Regions from separate parts of the Cricetulus griseus genome. Here region 1 is linked to region 2. The links are chromatin contacts, called in public Hi-C maps. All regions are on one chromosome and are shown on one strand. The core of a region is the stretch at or near the end of the contact, and the rest is flanking DNA. Distances in the headings are between cores, read along the strand shown. Region 1 has its middle 77 kb from the start of Scarb1. Region 2 overlaps Ncor2 (nuclear receptor corepressor 2).

Evidence for each region. Hi-C and Micro-C count contacts between places; a contact is called where the count stands out from the background.
Region 1: a Hi-C map of liver shows a contact between it and region 2, with 4 times the contacts expected there. The contact joins two enhancer-like sites. A contact is called at or near these places in 3 of 8 Hi-C or Micro-C datasets (the CHO-K1 cell line and liver).

The regions. Positions count from the first base shown.
Region 1 is chr4:104,881,857-104,886,462 of CriGri-PICRH-1.0, forward strand. No RefSeq gene overlaps it. Among named protein-coding and RNA genes, the nearest start is that of Scarb1, 77 kb to the right of the region's middle. Within about 2 kb of position 1,930, at least 4 of the 6 cell types and tissues checked have open chromatin away from gene starts, as enhancers often do.
Region 2 is chr4:104,737,468-104,742,658 of CriGri-PICRH-1.0, forward strand. It overlaps Ncor2 (nuclear receptor corepressor 2), which reads right to left. Exons shown (of 50, transcript XM_035443342.1): 8 at 1,119-1,298. Among named protein-coding and RNA genes, the nearest start is that of Ncor2, 67 kb to the right of the region's middle. Within about 2 kb of position 2,549, at least 2 of the 6 cell types and tissues checked have open chromatin away from gene starts, as enhancers often do.

The sequences.
Region 1 (4,606 bases), core at 680-3,179, 140 kb after region 2:
GGGAGTAGGAGAGCCCGAGCTGGAGTCTATAGGAGACACTCAGCATGGATGCTCAGGATGAGTGGTCACAGTAGAAGTGGGGAGGCCATCAGGAGTGGGGTGTGGAGAAATGGTGTCCCAAGATAACGAGATGGGTTAAAGGCCTGACTGGCAGGGCTGGCAGGGGGTATGGGGACTGAGCTAAGGCTGATGTTCAGGGCTGGGGACAAGATGTGTTGGGACCAGGCTATGTCAGTGGAGTGTACGGAGCGTGAGCAGATGTGCACCTGACAATGTCGCTGGGTGATACAACGTCAGCCAGATAAGTGATCTCACCAGGACACCACTCTGGAATCCTGCAGACCCTTAGCTACTCCACAGTGTAGACACCCCAGTCACAAAGTCACCACTGTCCTTCCAAGGCCGTGTGGCTCAGAGCAGTGACTTGGAGACTGATGTTGTCCAAGGACAAGCTACCAGCAGCCGCTCAGTTCCCCAGAGACAACACGGTGACAGGAAGGGGGACCCTACCATCTGGCAGCCTCTTGGGCTGCAGAAAACACACGGCCCCATCGAGAGCCAGGGCACCCAGGCCACCTTCATGGCTATAGCTGAGAGCGGGATGCAGAGGGCAGCCATATCCTCTACTTGCCATGTGAAGCACAGGCCCAGCTGGTCCCACCACAGACAAGACCCCTCCTCCTTCAGACCCAGCCATCATCGGCATCCATCACTTCTGAGACAGAAATGAAGCTGCAGCTGTATCACCGTCCCAGGATCAGTGATCCTGCTCTGAAAACAAACGTCAGTTTTATGCTTGATATATCTGTGACTTTGCCGTGACATTTCCGAGGCGGCAGGAGGCCGTTACTGGGTGACAACGTTCTATTCCACTGACATTATCTCTTAATTATAATATGCGAGCAACGTGGAAAGATGGCCCATAAATAGCTCATTTGGGGCTCTGCTCTGCCACAGGCACCGTGCTGTGAACTGAGGGGCTCGCAAATGAAGTGTGTGTGGGGGGGTGTGAATGGCTGCAGGGGCGGGTGGCTGCATGTCCTGACTCAATGACAGTGTGCTCAGCCACATGGGTGTCAGGAAGTGAGGCATCGACTGAGCTTCCACCAGTCTCCCCTGGGTGTCTCCGTTGTCACCCCTGTCACAACAGCTCGCCACCACCAATCCCGAGAAGGAGTTTAATGTCTGGCACCGAGGGACAGGCATTGATCTTTATTTTTTTTTTTCTTCTAGGAAATTAATTCTGTGAGGAATTGTAGCCCAGGCCTGAACTCAGAGAGACTCACTCGCCTCCCTGAAGAGTAGGTGCCACAGCCTGGTAGGAGAGGAGGTACCATTATCCAGAACCCCCCATGCTCCATGCAGCTACTCTGTCTACCCAGCTTCTGGGCCAGGCTGTCTTTCCTACCTGCCTGCTGCAAATCACCTGCAGTGTGGAAACCCTTGGCCGGAGAGTTTCTACTTCAGTCCCAGATTCAAGTTCTGCCACTAGGCAAGACAGGATGCCTGGAACCTTCTGTGTGACCAATAGCGGCATCTGCTGGTGATATGTAGTATCACAGGGCAGCGTGCCTGGGTCTGCCCCAGGTCACAGGGTCTGTGCCACATTCTGTGACACAGCTGAAAACCATTTCCAACTGTCCTTGGCATAATGTCCATGCAATGTCCCTCTCGCCCACCCTCATCTGGACCCTGAAGTGGGCGGGGCAGGAAGTGGCTTTCCTGTGAGCTGGACGTGGGCATGGCGTGGTCACAGAGCCTGGCCCAGGGAGACACAATGCCATCCAGCCTCCATTCACAGGGCTGGCCGCCCACCCCTGCCTACTTGCTTGCCAAAGCTGATGTCATGGGGAAACCATGTCCTGCCCGCAAACAGCTGCTGCCCACAGTCTAAGACCAGAGACCCAAGAGTTGCACAAAGCTGGGTCAGAGAGGCCTGTGTGACATCATTGGGTCTCTGGCTCCTCAAACAGAAGACATTCCTGTGGCCCAGCAGAGGGCAGATGGTAGCCATAGACACAGAGGGAAACCAGAGAGGCCACTGTGCTGTGTCTATCAGCTTACAAGTCCTTGCCCTACACTAGGCCTTGCCTATCCATCTGAGGAGATGAGGTTGCAGGGGAGGGGTAAGGGTAGGGTGAAGTGGGGGAGGGGTGGCTTGGGTATGGAGTCCCATATCCTAAGTGAGCGAGGCAGGTGACAAGAAGATGAGAGAAATGGGCATAGTGGCCACACTGCAGAGACCTTCCTGCCTCCTACATGCTCCTCTAACCCTCTTTGTGCAAGCTGTGACCCCCAAAGCACATGGCCTGGAATGGCTCAAACCTGACTCCAGGATGGTACCATTTGTTGCCCCCAGCACCTCACTCCTCTAGCCCAGCTCCCCAGACTTCAAAGTGGGACAGCTCCCTTGAAGTTATATACACAACCCCCCACATTCTAGGGAATCCTGCCCACTCTCTTGCTGTCTCGCTCCATCCTGTGGCAGGCTCCGGGAGCCAGGCATTATTTTTAGACATATGACTCTTCCTGCCCTGCCCACCACTTGCCACCTGTCTGGAACAAGCCTGGACTAGACAGGCCTGGGCTCTTACCTAGCAGCCTGGCCTGGTAAACGGCACTCCGTCTAGAACAGCAGTTCTCAACCCGTGGGTCACAACCCCTTTGGCAAATGTCTATCTCTGAAATTATTTACATTACAAGTCATAACAGTTAGAAAAATACAGTTATGGCAGAGCAGTGATGGCTCATGCCTTTAATCCCAGCAATTGGGAGGCAGAGGCAGGTGGATCTCTGAGTTTGAGGCCTGTCTGATCTACAGAGTGAGTTCTAGGACAGCCAGGACTACACAGAGAAACCCTGTCTTGAAACAACAACAACAACAAAAAAGAAAAATTACAGTTATGAAGTAGCAATAAAAATAATTTTATGGTTTGGGGCTACCACAACACCACAACATGAAGAACTGTATTAAAGGGTCTCATGCATGTTAGGAAGGCTGAGAACCACTGTGCTGGACACAACTGGGATGCATTTGGGCACCCGACCCTCTAATCTCTCTTCCTCCCCAGGCTTCTTCTTTTTTTTAAAAAAATTAATTTATTTATTATGTATACAGTGTTCTGCCTACAGGCCAGAAGAGGGCACCAGATTTCATCATAGATGGTTGTGAACCACCGTGTGGTTGCTGGGAATTGAACTCAGATCCTCTGGAAGAGCTTCCAGTGCTCTTAACATGTGAATCATCTCTCCAGCCCCTCCCCAGGCTTCTTGGGGTCTCCTGCCTCAGCACCTGTCATGCTTCCCGATCTGGGTGGGAATTCTCTCTGGGGTCCTGGGAACCACACAGCAGCACAGGGGGCATGTCTGGGTACTGCACATAAAGGAACAAGCCGGGAGCACTCAAGAGCTGGACCAGGCTGCTGAGATGAAAATCTGTTCCCCTTTTACCAACCAGGAGACAGTGACGGTGAACTATGACCTCGTCTCTCTGTGCCTCAGTTTCCTCACTGGAAAAAATGAGAGGAATGATAACACCAGCACTTCCCCAAATCTTGACACAAAATACTGAACACATGTGGTAAATGTGGAACATTTATGTAGTAGACAACAAGTACTCAAATAACATCAGCATTCCAGGGACATAGAAACAGCCCAGCTTTGGTCTCACCAGTAATTTTTTTTTTTTTTTTTTTTTTTTTTGGTTTTTTGAGACAGGGTTTCTCTGTGTAGCTTTGGAGCCTATCCTGGCACTCGCTCTGGAGACCAGGCTGGCCTCCAACTCACAGAGATCCGCCTGCCTCTGCCTCCCAAGTGCTGGGATTAAAGGCGTGCGCCACCAACGCCTGGCCTCTCCCCAGTAAGTTTTAAATTATGTGTATGCTTATGTGTCTCTGTTTGTAACTGTGTGCACAGATGAGTGCAATGTGAGGCTGGTAGAGGGTATCAGAGCCCCCTGGATATGGAATTCTAGATGTTTTCGAGCCACCTGATGTAGATGGTAGGAACTGAACCTGGTTTCTCTGCTACAGCAGCAAGTGCTCTTAACTGCTGAGCTATTTCTCCAGCCCCGCAAATCTGCCGTTTCACAGTTCCCACTTACTCCAAGGACAGCTATGTGGCCTGAGCTCCATGTCTACTTTGGAGATGAGAAAAATGTCCCATCCCAGTACCTGGCTTCCTGGGCTAAAAGAACTGTCACTATTTCCATAGGCATTGTCCACAAGACCCATGACTTGGCAACATCAACTAGCATTTTGTGTAGGAGCTGGGGATAGCCTTTTAAAATAAACATAATTAATAGAATACTTTGTGCAGCCTTTAAAAAAAAATATGTCCAGAGACTCATGAAATGGATGCAGCTTTGCCTGAAAACTGCCACAGAAACCCAGAGTGACTAAGGATGCAGACCTCTGGTCCAGGCACTCCAATGAATAGAACCACAGTGACCCCTGGTGGTTATTCCCTGTAACTGCAGTTGCTCCAAGATGTTTCATGTGCCTGATTCCTATACTTCTGTGCCCATAGCCTTTCTTGCACAACTGCCCTTAGCTATGGAGCCCAATCCCTCTCCCAAGGGATTCCCTTTAGTTATAATTCTCTGTCT
Region 2 (5,191 bases), core at 1,299-3,798:
CTGAGTCCTGGTATTAAAGGTGTGTCACTACTGCCTGGCTAGTTAGTATGGATGCTAAGATTAAAGGTATGTGTCACCATTGCCTGACCTCTATCACTTGAGGCTGGCTTTGCTTTCTGAATCCTCAGGCAAGCTTTAATAAATCATAAATAATATATCACCACAATTCCCCTTTTTTGTCTAATACAAAAAGGTTATAACTAACACAAGAAAAACTATATACGATAAGTACAAAAAGTATATACAATATATACAAGCAACACACACACAAATGAGTATTTAAAAAAAACATTCTTTTATAAAATGCCATTCAAAAAGCAATTTAGGGAGAGAGGAGGAGGAGGGAGAAGGAGGAGGAGGAGGCCGCCGGGTGGTGGTGGCTCACGCCTTTAATCCCAGCACTGGGGAGGCAGAGGCAGGTGGATCTATGTGAGTTCGAGACCAGCCTGGTCTACAAGAGCTAGTTCCAGGATAGGCTCCAAAGCCACAGAGAAACCCTGTCTCAGAAAAAGAAGAGGAGGAGGAAGGAAGAGGAGGAGGAGGAGGAGGAGGAGGAGGAGGAGGAGGAGGAGGAGGAGGAGAAGGGACAAAACTAGTAACAGCAACAGCTCTAGACACTCATCAGTCTCTAGTGGTGGCTCTAGCCACCTGCAAGCCAGACCTGGAGGACTGAAGATGCAAGTTCTCCATCAGCCTGGCATGGCTGACCTAACTGCACCAGGGCCCCGCCTCTCTCTGGGATTCTGGGCCACCATCTTAGAAGACCTCATTGCCCTGCTCCCAGATCCCATTCATCTCATGCAAGGAACAGCCAAAGGCCCCTTATCCGCCCTGGGCAGCTCAAGGTGCCTCTTCCAGGAAGCTTTGGTCCCTGAAGGATCTGGACTCTCTGCTGGAATTCAGGTGTGTCTCCACCCCCAGAGTCCCGATAGCTTTTCAAGAAAGTGGAGAATCTGACGAAAGGCCTCTCACACAACCATTGACATGCCCAGTCTAGAGGCTTCCCAAGTCAAGACACATTCCCAGAAAAACAGGAAATCACATGACTCTGGGCATCTGGGGATGTGGGGACCAGCACCTGCCTTCACTGGAGTGCCCCTCCTATCCTCATTACTCACCTGTTTCTTCTTCAGCTTGGAGATCTGCTGCTCCACCATGGTGATCTCACGGTCCACGCGGTCCATGTTCTGGATCAGCTCCTCCTTGGACAGCCGAGAAGGTGCCAGATCCAGCTCAGGGTCGGCGTGCGGGGGACTGGGAGGTGACACAGGCTCCAGCTTGCCCGACAGGCTACGGTCCTGTAGGTGGACAGGAGCAGAATGTGCTCACCCAAGTGACCCTGGCACCTCTTTTCCCGCTGTGACTTCAGGCTGCAGCACACCAGCTTCCTATCCCAAACAGTCACAACTGGGCATGTAGATAGAGCCTGCCTGGGCCAGGCCACCTTTCCCATGGCTGTGGTCTCTAAAGGCAAATTCCAGGAGGCTGTGATGCCACCTGAGCAATGACAGTCCCTATTGCTTCCTCCTGGTTATCTCTTTCCTATGCCTCCAGAACAGAAATAAGGCCAACAGTGACCCCTCCAGACCAGTCCCATATGCCCTCCACAGGTACATGACAGTCTATGCAAACAGTCTACAGACCCTAAACTGGCGCAGTCAGCTATTCAGAAAACATACCTGTCATAACACATAGGAGCCAGCAGAGTCACCGGGACTCACTTCTTTTCTCTATGCAGTGCTAGGGTTGGAACCCGGGACCTTACGTATGCTAAGCAAGCGCTCTACCACAGACCTATCACCTAAGTCATTTTTTACTTTCAATCTTATAAAAATTTATTTTATGAGTATTTTGTCTACATGTATGTACATGCACCACGTGCACACCCAGTCCCTTCAAAGGAGGGGGTCAGAACCCCTGGAACTGGGGTTACAGACAGTTGTGAGCCATGTGGATACTGGGAACCAGACCTGGGTCTTCTACAAGTGCTCCTGGCTGCTGGGCCTTCTCTCCCTGTTGCCCAGGATGTCCCTGAATTTGAGATCCTCATGTCTCAGCCTCCCGAATACAGGGATGATGGTCCCGTTCCACCACATCTGGCTCTTATTCATGTATGGGAATCTTTCATGGGGGCTGCTAAGGGCTTCTCCTCCCTGAGGCTGAATGTGGTATCTCACTCATGGCCCTGAACCTGGCTCCTCCATGGTTTCCTCTGTTCTCTAGCTAGAGTCAGAGACCACCCAGGTTGCACTGGGATGCTCTAGGAACAAGGAGGTTAGAAAAACAGCCTAATTCTCATCTATACAGTGCCAGGCTCCAATCCCAGGCCCTCTCAGTAGGACTCAGCTCTGTGACCTCAGATAGTACACGGGTGCTGCCTGCCTCAGTGTCCCTATCTGTACAATGCAGAAGGAAAGAGGCAGGAGTAATTTCACCTCTACAGTGAGTTGTAAGCCTGGTACATTCAAAATGCACAACCCAGAGTCTAGAAAAGTCTGTCCCTACCCTGGCTCCCAGCAAGGCCAGCCCCACCCTGCTTCCCTCTGGGCCAAGGCAGCAGCTGCTGGCAGGCATGGCCAGGCAAAGTCAGCGGCTATTCCCCACCCCCAAGCAGCTGTATTCTATGGACACAGGACACTTTATTCCTGGGAACAACTGCAGCCTGGGCAACCAGGTGCCCCACCTACCCCCACCCCCACTCCTCTTGTAACTAGAAGAGCCTACAACTTCTTTTTGTCCTCCTCTTTAGGGGTCCCTGTCCCCATCAGTTCACTCCCAGCCCAGCACTTTGCCCCTGGTCTCATTCGGCCATCTAACATATGAGGACAGAGGGACATGGCACACTGGGGACTGAGGACTTAAGGCTCTCCTCCCCACAGAATCCTCCAGGGTACTGTCTCAATATGCATCTGGAAACAGAAGGTGGTGGTGAGTATGATTCCCCTGAGCCCAGTGGTCATATTATCCCCTCTGCTCTGTTCCCCACAAGCAGAAGGGAGGGAAACAGAAAGAGAATAGGGGCCAACTTGAAACCATGGGCCAAACTCTTTGCAGCCCAGGATGGTCTCCAAAGCCATCCGTCTATAGAAGGTTCTGTCCTTCTGAGTCTGAGGCAGCACAGTTTAGAAGACACAGCTGGCAACCCCAGCCACACCCCAAGGCTGAGCCCCACTTCCTGAACCAGCTGGATCAGGCTGTCTTTCATGGTGGCTCATCCTTGGAAGCAGGCATGAAATAACCCAACCCACACCCCCCACAGTGCACAAACACACAGCAGGTCCCCGTTGCTGATCCAAACACTCCCACATAATAGGCCACAAGAACAAAGGCCATGGACTGTGAAACACAATCACAGAAACATCCAGCAGGGGAGAATCCACCCACCAAGACAGTCTACAGGGCTGGGGGAAGCCATGCGAATGACTCCTTCACAGATGTAGGGACTCTTTTTGGGGGGAATGGTGAGAGGAAGGGGGGCAACACCCTGACTCTTGACTGTCCTACTGGTTCCTTCACAAACAGCAAGCCAATGGTGGGAGCAAGTCAATGCCCAGAATGAGGGCACCTGGCAGGCTAGCCTATGTGTCAGGTGACTGCTTGCTCACCCTCCCGTGGGTCCCAAGCCCAAGGACAGACAAGCCCTGAGTTCAACAAGAAACCAGGTGGCAATTTAGTTCTCTCCCCAGAGTCTCCTTCCTTGTCAGTCATAATCTCCCCTGTCAGTCAATCTTCCCCCAGTCCACCAACCAGCCCCTCCCCAGTCCACCAGTCAGTCAAACAGACTCTCCCCAGACAGCCAGACAGCCTCCGCTGAGTCAGTCAGTCTTCCTTGCCCCATGCCTAGACAGAAAGCTTCAAGACAGCAATAAGAAATTTTCAGTTTCTGACAAAGACCTGTCACAAAAGGCCTCAGGCTAAGGTCTGTGGCCAGCCAAGCCAGCTAAGCAGCAGGTTCCAGGCCAGAGTGCGGGATCAACAGAAGAAGCTGCAACTGGAGAGCAGGGAGGGAGGACTTGCTTTCTGCTGTTCTCAGACCTGTGTGGGGTACGGGGTGAGGGTATCCAGAGTTCCGCATTCTATCTTTTACGCACTCTAAGAAGCGGGATGGGCCACGCTGACGTCAGCCACCTGGGCAGAGCTCAGCCTGAAGCTACCAAGCCTGGACTTCATTACAGATGCCAGGGTTCAGGGTTTGCATTTAAGCTGGTGTCCCAGGCCCCAACCACCCAAAGATTTTTCAGAGAAGGTTCTGCAGTGACATCTCAAGTCCCCTAAAACAAAGCTCAATGAACTCCCAAGCACTGGGAAGCCTGAGCAGGAGGGCACTACTGCCAAACGAACTCCCCCCAAATCCCTGCTCCTGCCTCCAGCTGGAGTCCTCACAAACCACATTTGCTCTGAAGAGCCGTGTACATTCCATCCACACCCACCCAGTCCCTCTGGAGCTTGGCTCCAGCCCAGCCGGGGCCCAGGCAGGGGGAGAGAGGGACAGATGGTGGGACAGAGAGAGACAGAGACACACCATCAAGCAAAGAGACAGAATGAGAGTCAGAGAGGTGAAGCAGAGAACTTTCTAAAGGGGGTATGTGCTGGCTAGTTTTATGTCAACTTGATGCAAGTTATAGTCATCTGAGGAAGGACTCTTGACTGAAGAAATGCCTCTGTAAGATCTGGCTGGATGCAAATCTGTGGGGCATTTTCTTAATTAGTGACTGTTGGGAGAGGGCTCAGCCCATTGTGGGTGGGGCCATCCCTGGGCTGGTGGTCCTGGGTTCCATAAGAAAGCAGGCTGAGCAAGCCATAAGGAGCAAGCCAGTAAACAGCACCCTTCCATGACCTCAGCACCCTTCCATGACCTCTGCCTCCAGGTTCCTGCCCTGTTTGTTCCTGTGCTAACCTCCTTTGATAATAAACAGTGATGTGGAAGTGTAAGCTAAATTAACCCTTTTCTCCCAAGGTGCTTTGGTCATGGTGTTTCATCACAGCAATAGTCACCCTAAGACAGGGTGACAGGAACATTTGAGCCACAAGTGGTTGCACTAGATGACTGTGAGGACAAGACACTCAGAAGAGCCCAAGGCTAGGACTGGGACACTCTGGCAAGCAGCTGGTGATAGCAGAGGATCATATTAACATGGAGACACCCACCTGCTACCCAGCTGTGGAGACCCACCACTAAGAGGCCATGCAC